Linked DNA regions of Xenopus tropicalis: region 2 is linked to region 1. The links are chromatin contacts, called in public Hi-C maps. All regions are on one chromosome and are shown on one strand. The core of a region is the stretch at or near the end of the contact, and the rest is flanking DNA. Distances in the headings are between cores, read along the strand shown. Region 1 overlaps igsf9 (immunoglobulin superfamily member 9). Region 2 holds the start of cfap45 (cilia and flagella associated protein 45).

What was found. Hi-C and Micro-C count contacts between places; a contact is called where the count stands out from the background.
Region 2: a Hi-C map of gastrula embryo shows a contact between it and region 1, with 4 times the contacts expected there. The contact joins the promoter of cfap45 here to the enhancer-like site in region 1. A contact is called at or near these places in 5 of 5 Hi-C or Micro-C datasets (brain, gastrula embryo, liver and 2 more).

What each region holds. Positions count from the first base shown.
Region 1 is chr8:138,395,982-138,400,799 of UCB_Xtro_10.0, reverse strand. igsf9 (immunoglobulin superfamily member 9) reads right to left here. Exons shown (of 20, transcript NM_001097171.1): 17 at 3,602-3,647; 18 at 1,368-2,906; 19 at 880-1,025. Among named protein-coding and RNA genes, the nearest start is that of igsf9, 39 kb to the right of the region's middle. Within about 2 kb of position 2,164, at least 2 of the 11 cell types and tissues checked have an H3K27ac peak or open chromatin away from gene starts, as enhancers often do. A contact at or near this core is called in gastrula embryo, where this site is marked.
Region 2 is chr8:138,463,162-138,467,760 of UCB_Xtro_10.0, reverse strand. It overlaps cfap45 (cilia and flagella associated protein 45), which reads right to left and starts at 1,266. Exons shown (of 12, transcript NM_203932.1): 1 at 1,240-1,266.

The sequences.
Region 1 (4,818 bases), core at 915-3,414:
TCCTGCCCCCCCCTTACTCTATAGTCACACCTCTGGACTTTAGCACTTTGGGCTGCGGGGGGGGGGGGGGATATTCTGTTTACGAGCAGTGAATTGAGCAACGGACTGGTTTCTAGTAAAGGCCGACATGTGGCACGCAGACTGAGCGAGTCCCCCCTCCCTCCTTATGGCACGGGAAGGGTTAAAGGATAAAAATGCCTCTCGCCAAAATAATTCTCCGTCACTCAGACAGAAGGTCGGCATGTGGGATAAGAAGAGAAAGCAATAGGGGCCGCGGCGTTCCAGCGCTAACCATACGCTAGCCCAGCTGATCCAATAGGCTGTCAGTCTATATACAGGAACGGGGCCAAGCACATGTGTTCCTCTGCGGTTTTACGCTCTGTATACAAAACAGACTGCTTACATTAGCCGTAGGGAACGTTACTGAGCCCGGGAAGCAACCAACTGAAGTCTTGTGACCTCCCCATCATTCTGTAATATGGCAGCTCCCACCCATACAAACCTAAGCACAGAGAAGGAATGCCCTGGGCATATAATGAGCTCTACCCTAATGCCCTGCTGGCTAAAGGTGCCCATTCGGCAGCTTATCAGCCCGTGTATGGGCACTACCGACGGGCCTGCCCAACTGATATCTGGCCTGAAATCGGGCAGACCTCAATTGGGCAGGTTAAAAAACCTAGTCGGATCGGGGACCGCGTCGGCTCATTGATGTGGTCCCCGGACCGACTTTGCCCCAAGGCCAAACGATCTAATTAGCCTGGATTCTCCCGATATCGCCCACCCGTAGGTGGGGATATCGGGAGAAGATCCGCAGTGGTGACCTTAAGGATAAAATAACAGAACCCCCCCCATATAAATAGGGTATTTAGTACAACTCACTTTGCCTTTTCACCTCTCCCTCTTCGACAGTGGAGATGGGCCGGCCTCCGTTAGTGCTGCGGTAAACCTGTAGGGCGTCCAGCAAATCTGCTTCCAAAGTAAACTCCGAGTCCCACTCGTAATTCTCGTCCACTGACGTGTTCCGCCTATGGACAAAGGCACGGGAAGTTAATATAGGATATCATCAGTCAGGTGACTTGCCCACCTTATGTGGCTTAAGTGCCACATTGCATAGAACAGTGGTTCTCAACCTTCCTAATGCCGCGACCCTTTAATTCCTCATGTTGTGGTGACCCCCAACCATAAAATTATTCCTAAGACCATCGGAGGGTTGTTCAACCCCCAAAGGGGTCCGGACCCACAGGTTGAGAATCATTTGCATAGAACAATAGACGTAGGACTTCCCCTTTAAATTGTATGAATGCATATGGGGGGGGGGGGCAGGCATAGGAAGAGGAAACGAATTGGTTATCAGCCCCCTACCTCACCTGTTGCTTATAGTGGCCAATAGGGAATCCTTTCTGTGCCTGTAGTCGTCGGCACTCGATCCCTGGGATCCGCCGCCACTGTGCCAGCTGGATGTTTCACCTAGCGGTGAGTTGAGGTAGCTGCCCCCCACAGATTGTGCCAGTGAGGGGGGCCTGAGGAAGGACACGCTCCCCCTGCCACTGCTCTGACTGGTGAGGCTACTCCTCATCACTTTCTCGGAGCCGTGCAGAAAGAGAGATTTGTCCAACGGCGCCCGTTGCTTATCCAGGGCCTGGAAGTCGGTGAACACTGAGAGGGGCTGGTCCTTCAGCGGGCACTCACAGTCAGAAGGCAAGTGGCCCTCGGCTCTGCTGTCCAAGGGAACTTCTCCGGCCCCCCAGGGCGCTCTCTGGCCTACCTTTAAACGCTCGGAGTTCTCGGGGGGGTGAGCCCACATGAAGCTTCCTGGCAGAACAGCTTTAGCGGGCCCCAAGTTGGGCTCCGGGGGTTTCAAGAAGGACTTTCCAGGCACGGATAGCTCTTGCTTACTAGTAACGTAATCAAGAGGCAACAATGTGTGGGGAACGCACGGGGTCTCTAGATTCCGAACCCCACTCCTTCCTTCCACGTCCATTAACGTCCTATCCTCTAGAGCTACTGCACTCGGGGGGTCCTGCTCGGCGGCCCCCAGGGAATTGTGCTCGGAGCTCTTAGTCTGGTGTTTGTCCTCCTCAGCGGGCCACTCTCCGTCCACGCTCATCTCCTTGAAGAAAGGGAGGCTGAGGTATTGCAGAATGCCGCTCTGAGTGGACAGGCTGTGCCTCAGGCGACTCTCTGCCTCGTTGCCCCCTAGTGGCTTCTGTAACAACGAGGACGGTTCTCTCCCTACGCCGCTCAGCGCTGAGTAACCGTCATGTTCGGAACCTTTGAGGGTATAAATGGTCCTTTCTAGGTCCCCTTCGGCCTGGGCAGAATCTCTGCATCGGGCCTCCTCGATGTTAGCGTAGGGAAGGGGCACAGAGGACGTCACGGGGCTGATGTTTGAAATGCGGAAAGGTATGGCTTCTTCCAGGGGGCTACTGCTGCAGCCAAAGTACCTTCCTCGGCGGTACCCAGAATCTCTGGCCTCCTTTCTGGCCTGGCCTGTAGCTTGGGGTCTCATCTTGACGTCATCCCTCCATGACACTGCGCCCCCCTCAGGCAGCTGGCAAGCTTGCAGGTATGTCTTGACCTGTGAGCACTGACTCAGGTCTGACGAATCCCTAGCATTGAATTCTGGGTACAGGTCGGTTTCGGTTACATACGGGAAGCCTCTGAGGTTCCCAGACGACATCTCGGTCTCCACCACAAAGCGACCGTCTGGCCCTCGGCTGATCCTTTCCAAGGGCAGGGCATCTCCGATATGAGACTCGTATATGGTGTACTTTCCGCCGGCGGTTATGCCCACGCTGTTCCCCGGTCTGTCGGCCACCTGTAGAGACCGGCGCAGGCTATTATAGGGGGACGCGTGTAGCTTGACCCTCATAAGACTGTCGGGGCTGTTAGAGCCATTAGAATTTCTGGGGGACACAAACAACAAATAAAGTCATTCATACCTCCCTAAATCCAAAAGAACCATTAAAAAGAGGGGGGGGGGGGGTGAAAATATGGCTACTGTCGCAGTGATATGTACAAAGCTGGTAGAGAACATATCGCCATCTTTGAACATATCCGCCCATGTATCTATTACCGATATATTAGGGATGGATTCAATCCTTCATTGACCTTGGAGACGTATCGATACCAAGAATGGTTTTTAGGTGGCCCTACTTATGGGCTTGGTGACCATCAAATCCAAAAGTTGGTGGTCTTCAACCAAGAGAAGGTTAGCTGCCAAGGGCTTATTAGATCCAGTCACCCACTCCTGGTGGTATCTGGGTATTTGTTGGATCATTTTAATTGGTTGTCATTGGATTCAGAGGTGAACGGGGCAACACAAGGATTGAGTCCATCCCTAGTACAGGTTCTAGGTGCGTTGTAGTGAGAAGACACCATGAGTTTGATCATGAAGACACCATGATACATACAACTTACACAGAGCATCCTCAACCCACCTCACTTTACCCCCCCTGATAGGCCATCCCACTAAGTATTCTACAGTTGTACCCAAAAGAGAGAGAGCACTCGATGGGGGAGGCACTCATGGAAAATGCCAGAGACTTTAAGCATGAGATGAGTGGACAGGAGGTGACATCATGGGCATGGAGACACTTACTGTGAAGGAGAAGCTTTCTTGGGTTGGGAGAAGACCATTGGTGTATCTGGAAGGTTATGAGAACACAACAGGGAATCAAATGCGGAAAACAACTTGTGACAATGTGACCTATTCACCAACTCTAAAGTAACCCAATATCGTGGGTAGGAACCAGCAGCACCTGGGGTATGGTATGGGCCCCCCCTCTGCCCCAACCTCTGGGGACTGTAGGATAAGTCTGGCCCCCATTAATCACACCATCTTAACTCAAACCCAGCCCATCCAAAATCATATCAAAGCCCTTGCCTAGAGAATGGTTGGACGGGGTGCTGCCGCTCTATTGGCCATATTCACCCAAAAGTAGGAGAAGAAGTGTCTGTATCCCAATATACACCATACCCTGCCATTGCCTGACCATGGGAAAGAGAGCAGCCCAAGTACTGATACCCAATATCTTTACTGGGAGGAGCCTGCATTCCTTTTCCCCCAGGTGGTTCCTTAGGGGGAGGTTCCTGCCTGCCCATGGGAAAGAGAGCAGCATAGGATCAGGAAGTACTAAGAATCCATTTCTTTAGTTGGACTAGTAGTGGGAGGAGCCTGGATTCCCTCCTTAGGGGGAGGTTCCTGCCTGACCATGGGAAAGAGAGCAGCCCAGGATCAGGAAGTGCTGATACCCAATATCTTCACTGGGAAAAGCCTGCATTTATATCCCTGAGGGTGGTTCCTGTCTGACCATGGGAAAGGGAGCAGCGTAGGATCAGGAAGTACTAAGAATCCATTTCTTTACTTGGACTAGTAGTGGGAGGAGCCTGAATTCACTTCTTAGGGGGAGGTTCCTGCCTGACCATGGGAAAGAGAGCAGTTCAGGATCAGGAAGTACTAAGAGTCCATTTCTTTAGTTGGACTAGTAGTGGGAGGAGCCTGGATTCACTTTCACAGAAGGGGGTTCTTTCCTGACAATGGTTGAGAGCAGTGAATGCTCAGGAAGTACCGAAAATTCAATCTCTCTACCAGGAAGCAGTGAGAAGCGTCTACACCTGGGAGGAGCCTGGATTCCCTCCTTAGGGGGAGGTTCCTGCCTGACCATGGGAAAGAGAGCAGCGTAGGATCAGGAAGTACTAAGAATCCATTTCTTTAGTTGGACTAGTAGTGGGAGGAGCCTGGATTCCCTCCTTAGGGGGAGGTTCCTGCCTGACCATGGGAAAGAGAGCAGCGTAGGATCAGGAAGTACTAAGAAT
Region 2 (4,599 bases), core at 17-2,516, 68 kb before region 1:
GGGACCAAACCTTAAATTATATCCTTATAAATGGTGCTTAGTGATGTCATCAGTTATAATCGGAGCTTAGTGATGCCATTTCTGTCACATGACTCACTAAACTTGTGTATTATAATAAATGAAGTACCCCCTATTGTAACATATAGGGATATTATAAGTCACTAAGGCGTTCTATGACCTGTATAAAAGCACTCAGTCTTCGGCTTTGTACCTTTATATGGCCATGGAACCCCTCTGTGACTTATAATATCCCTATATGTTACAATAGGGGGTACTTTATTCACTATATAATATACAGGAACCATAAATACCCTTTATATGGCCATGGAACCCCTCTGTGCCTTATAATATCCCTATATGTTACAATAGGGGGTACTTTATTCACTATATAATATACAGGAGCCACAAATACCCTCTATATGGCCATGGAACCCCTGTGTGACTTATAATATCCCTATATGTTACAATAGGGGGTACTTTATTCACTATATAATATACAGGAACCATAAATACCCTTTATATGGCCATGGAACCCCTCTGTGCCTTATAATATCCCTATATGTTACAATAGGGGGTACTTTATTCACTATATAATATACAAGAGCCACAAATAACCTTTATATGGCCATGGAACCCCTCTGTGCCTTATAATATCCCTATATGTTACAATAGGGGGTACTTTATTCACTATATAATATACAGGAGCCACAAATACCCTTTATATGGCCATGGAACCCCTCTGTGACTTATAATATCCCTATATGTTACAATAGGGGGTACTTTATTCACTATATAATATACAGGAGCCACAAATAACCTTTATATGGCCATGGAACCCCTCTGTGCCTTATAATATCCCTATATGTTACAATAGGGGGTACTTTATTCACTATATAATGTACAGGAGCCACAAATAACCTTTATATGGCCATGGAACCCCTCTGTGCCTTATAATATCCCTATATGTTACAATAGGGGGTACTATTCACTATATTATTATTATGCCCCTTAGGGAGTCACACATTAACCCTTCGCAGGCACAAATGTCAGTTCACAAGTACAATGGCAGAGCAGGGGCATTATAAATGACCCCTCATAGCTAATATACATGTATATAGTACTCACCATATATACAGAGAGACCCACAACACATATTAATTAGTGTAATATACAGTACATAAGCACCATAAGACTCACACACACAGACTATTTCTATACACACAGACACCTGCCCCTCACCATGTCTGCTCTCTGCCTGCAGCGCTCCACACTCTTTCAGTGTTGTCTGGTTGCCAAGGTAACCGCTACTTCCCAGCCAATAACGGTGCCCATGGAAACCGCAGAGTAACAGGAAGTGACGTACGGGGAGAGCTTGCCTGACGCTGGTACAGGTAATTGTAGGGAACTACTGTTGCTTGGAGTTGGCACAAGGAATTGTGGGAAATTATTGGTCTGTGTTGTGGAACTGGCGCAAGGAATTGTGGGGAATTACTGCTCTGAGGCTTGGAGCTGGCACAAGAAATTGTGGGGAATTATTGGTCTGTGCTGTGGCTTCGAGCTGGCGCAAGGAATTGTGGGAAATTATTTGTCTGTGCTGTGGCTTCGAGTTGCGCAAGGAATTGTGGGGAATTGTTGGTCTGTGCTGTGGCTTCGAGCTGGCGCAAGGAATTGTGGGAAATTATTTGTCTGTGCTGTGGCTTGGAGCTGCGCAAGGAATTGTGGGGAATGGTTCCTCTGTGAGAGGGAAAGTTGTGCAGCTAGGTGTGTGCGGCACGGTGTATAGTAAAGTGGATATATCCCCTTTGTTCATAGAAACACAATGCACATGTGAATAGTAACATGTATGTGTCTTTGATTTATTTTTTAATTAAAGTTAAAGTGAAGTTAAAAATTATGAAATTGTCTAAAAGCTTTAGTTCAAGCAGTGGTGTAACTAGAGGCGTACTGACTCCCCCCCCCCCCTATAAGAGCAGCTAGCAGCCATATTGGGGCACTTTTCTGCACTAGAAGTAATAGGGCATGTGTGGTGAGGGGATGAGTGCCCTAACTGGCAGCAGCTACTGCCTACTCACAGCTGTCAGTGTTGCTTCCCCCACCTGGAATGGCAGCTCAGGTACAGGGACTATTTGCCAGCTGATATAATGATCATACTTTGTATATTCAATCATCAGCTCATTAACAATGAAAATGTTTAAACCTCAGAATGATCGTTATGTGTTTTTGACCGTTTTGTAAGATTGTGCTGAAATTGGTCAGAGAAAAATCCTTACATGTATGGCCGGCTTGAAGGGCACCTATCACCCCTATATTGTTTCCCCCACCAGAGGTGCGGCCTAATGGAGCCTGGACTCCAGTTGGGGGGAAACAATAGTTTTTTTTAAGACATAACTCCTTGCACTGGGCAACAGGGTTGGACTGGGGGGTGCAGGGCCCAATGGGGCTCCGCACCCCCCAAGGTGCCTCCTCCGGGCGCACCCCTACCCCCCCCCTTGCAGAGGCCCCTGTCCAATGTCCTCCCCTGAATGCATGTATGTGAAACCTGTCACGGGAGGACATTGGAGGCCAGAGGAAGCTGCAATAGGGTCGGTCTGGGGCCCACCAGGTATTTTCCGGATGTCCCGGTGGCCCAGTCCGACCCTGCTGGGTATGCATGGGGAATTTCTGGGTTTTCCGTACCTTGGCTGATATAAGCTGCTTATTCCTATTTCTCCGGACCAAATTGGCAGCTTATTGGCCCATACATGGGGCCACCCTGACCACTATCTAGCCAGTGGGTTAGATAATCAGTGGTACATTAGTCTCCATAAGTGGCATTTAGTCAGCCCACGATTAAGTGCCCCTTGGGCATGAAATGCGTAGGGTTTATGGAGATTATGTAGCTTTGAATAAAAGTATTTTTTAATTTTGCGACCCCTGTGTAGATCCTAGAGTGCCTGCCTATATGCCTATATTAAAGTTGTCTTTGCTTTAAGCACCCTGTGCTAAGCGTCTGGGGCTGTTGCACCAAGGCCACCACCATTATATATGGGCTCCCCAACCACCAGGCCACCTCTGGTCCCAATTACCTGTGATCCCAGCTCCCCAGTGTGTTACACATACAAGGGCAATAGCAATGCAAAGCCCAGGGAGCTTTCTACTAATCACAACAAGGATCTATTGCTCTTCTATATTTATTTGTATACCATACCTCCCAACATTTGAAAAATGAAAAGAGGGACAAAAAGACTTGCCGCGCGCAGCGCGGCAAAATCTTTTGGCCACGCCCCAATTGCCACACCCCATTTTTAAAATAGTTAAAATAGTGCCCACGATGGCCCAATAGAAAGCACCCCATAGAAAGTACCCTCCATACACAATGCCCCCATAGAAAGTGCCCCTCCTTACACAGTGCCCCCCCATACACAGTGCCCCCATACACAGTGCCCCCCATACACAGTGCCCCCCATACACAGTGCCCCCCATACACAGTGCCCCCATACACAGTACCCCATACACAGTGCCCCCATACACAGTGCCCCCCATACACAGTACCCCATACACAGTAGCCCTCCTTACACAGTGCCCCCCCATACAGTGCCCCCAATACACAGTAGCCCTCCTTACACAGTGCCCCCCCATACAGTGCCCCCAATACACAGCAGCCCTCCTTACACAGTGTCCCCCATACACAGTGCCCCCCCCATACACAGTGCCCCCCCATACACAGTAGCCCCCCCCATACACAGTAGCCCTCCTTACACAGTGTCCCCCCATACACAGTTCCCCCCCCATACACAGTAGCCCTCCTTACACAGTGTCCCCCCATACACAGTTCCCCCCCCCATACACAGTAGCCCTCCTTACACAGTGTCCCCCATACACAGTTCCCCCCCATACACAGTAGCCCTCCTTACACAGTGTCCCCCCCATACACAGTTCCCCCCCATACACAGTGCCCCCCCATACACAGTAGCCCTCCTTACACAGTGTCCCCCCCATACACAGTTCCCCCCCATACACAGTGTCCCCCCCATACACAGTTCCCCCCCATACACAGTTCCCCCCCATACACAGTAGCCCTCCTTACACAGTGTCCCCCCCATACACAGTTCCCCCCCATACACAGTGCCCCCCCATACACAGTAGCCCTCCTTACACAGTGTCCCCCCCCATACACAGTTCCCCCCCATACACAGTGCCCCCCCCATACACAGTAGCCATCCTTACACAGTGTCCCCCCATACACAGTTCTCCCCATACACAGTAGCCCTCCTTACACAGAGCCCCCCATACACAGAGCCCCCCCATACACAGTGCCCCCCCATACACAGTAGCCCTCCTTACACAGAGCCCCCCATACACAGAGCCCCCCCATACACAGTGCCCCCATACAGTGCCCCCCATACACAGTACCCCCCCAATTGCCCCCATAGTGAGTACCTCATACGTAGCTGCCCCCATAGACTTCTTGGGCTCCTCGTAAGGCGGCGACAGGTCCTTTTATAAGGTTGCGCCCGTGCGTACATGTGACGTCACACGTGCGCACAGGCGCAACCTTATAAAAGGACCTGTCGCTGCCGTACGAGGAGCCAAATAAGGAGCGGAAGCCCAAGAAGAAGG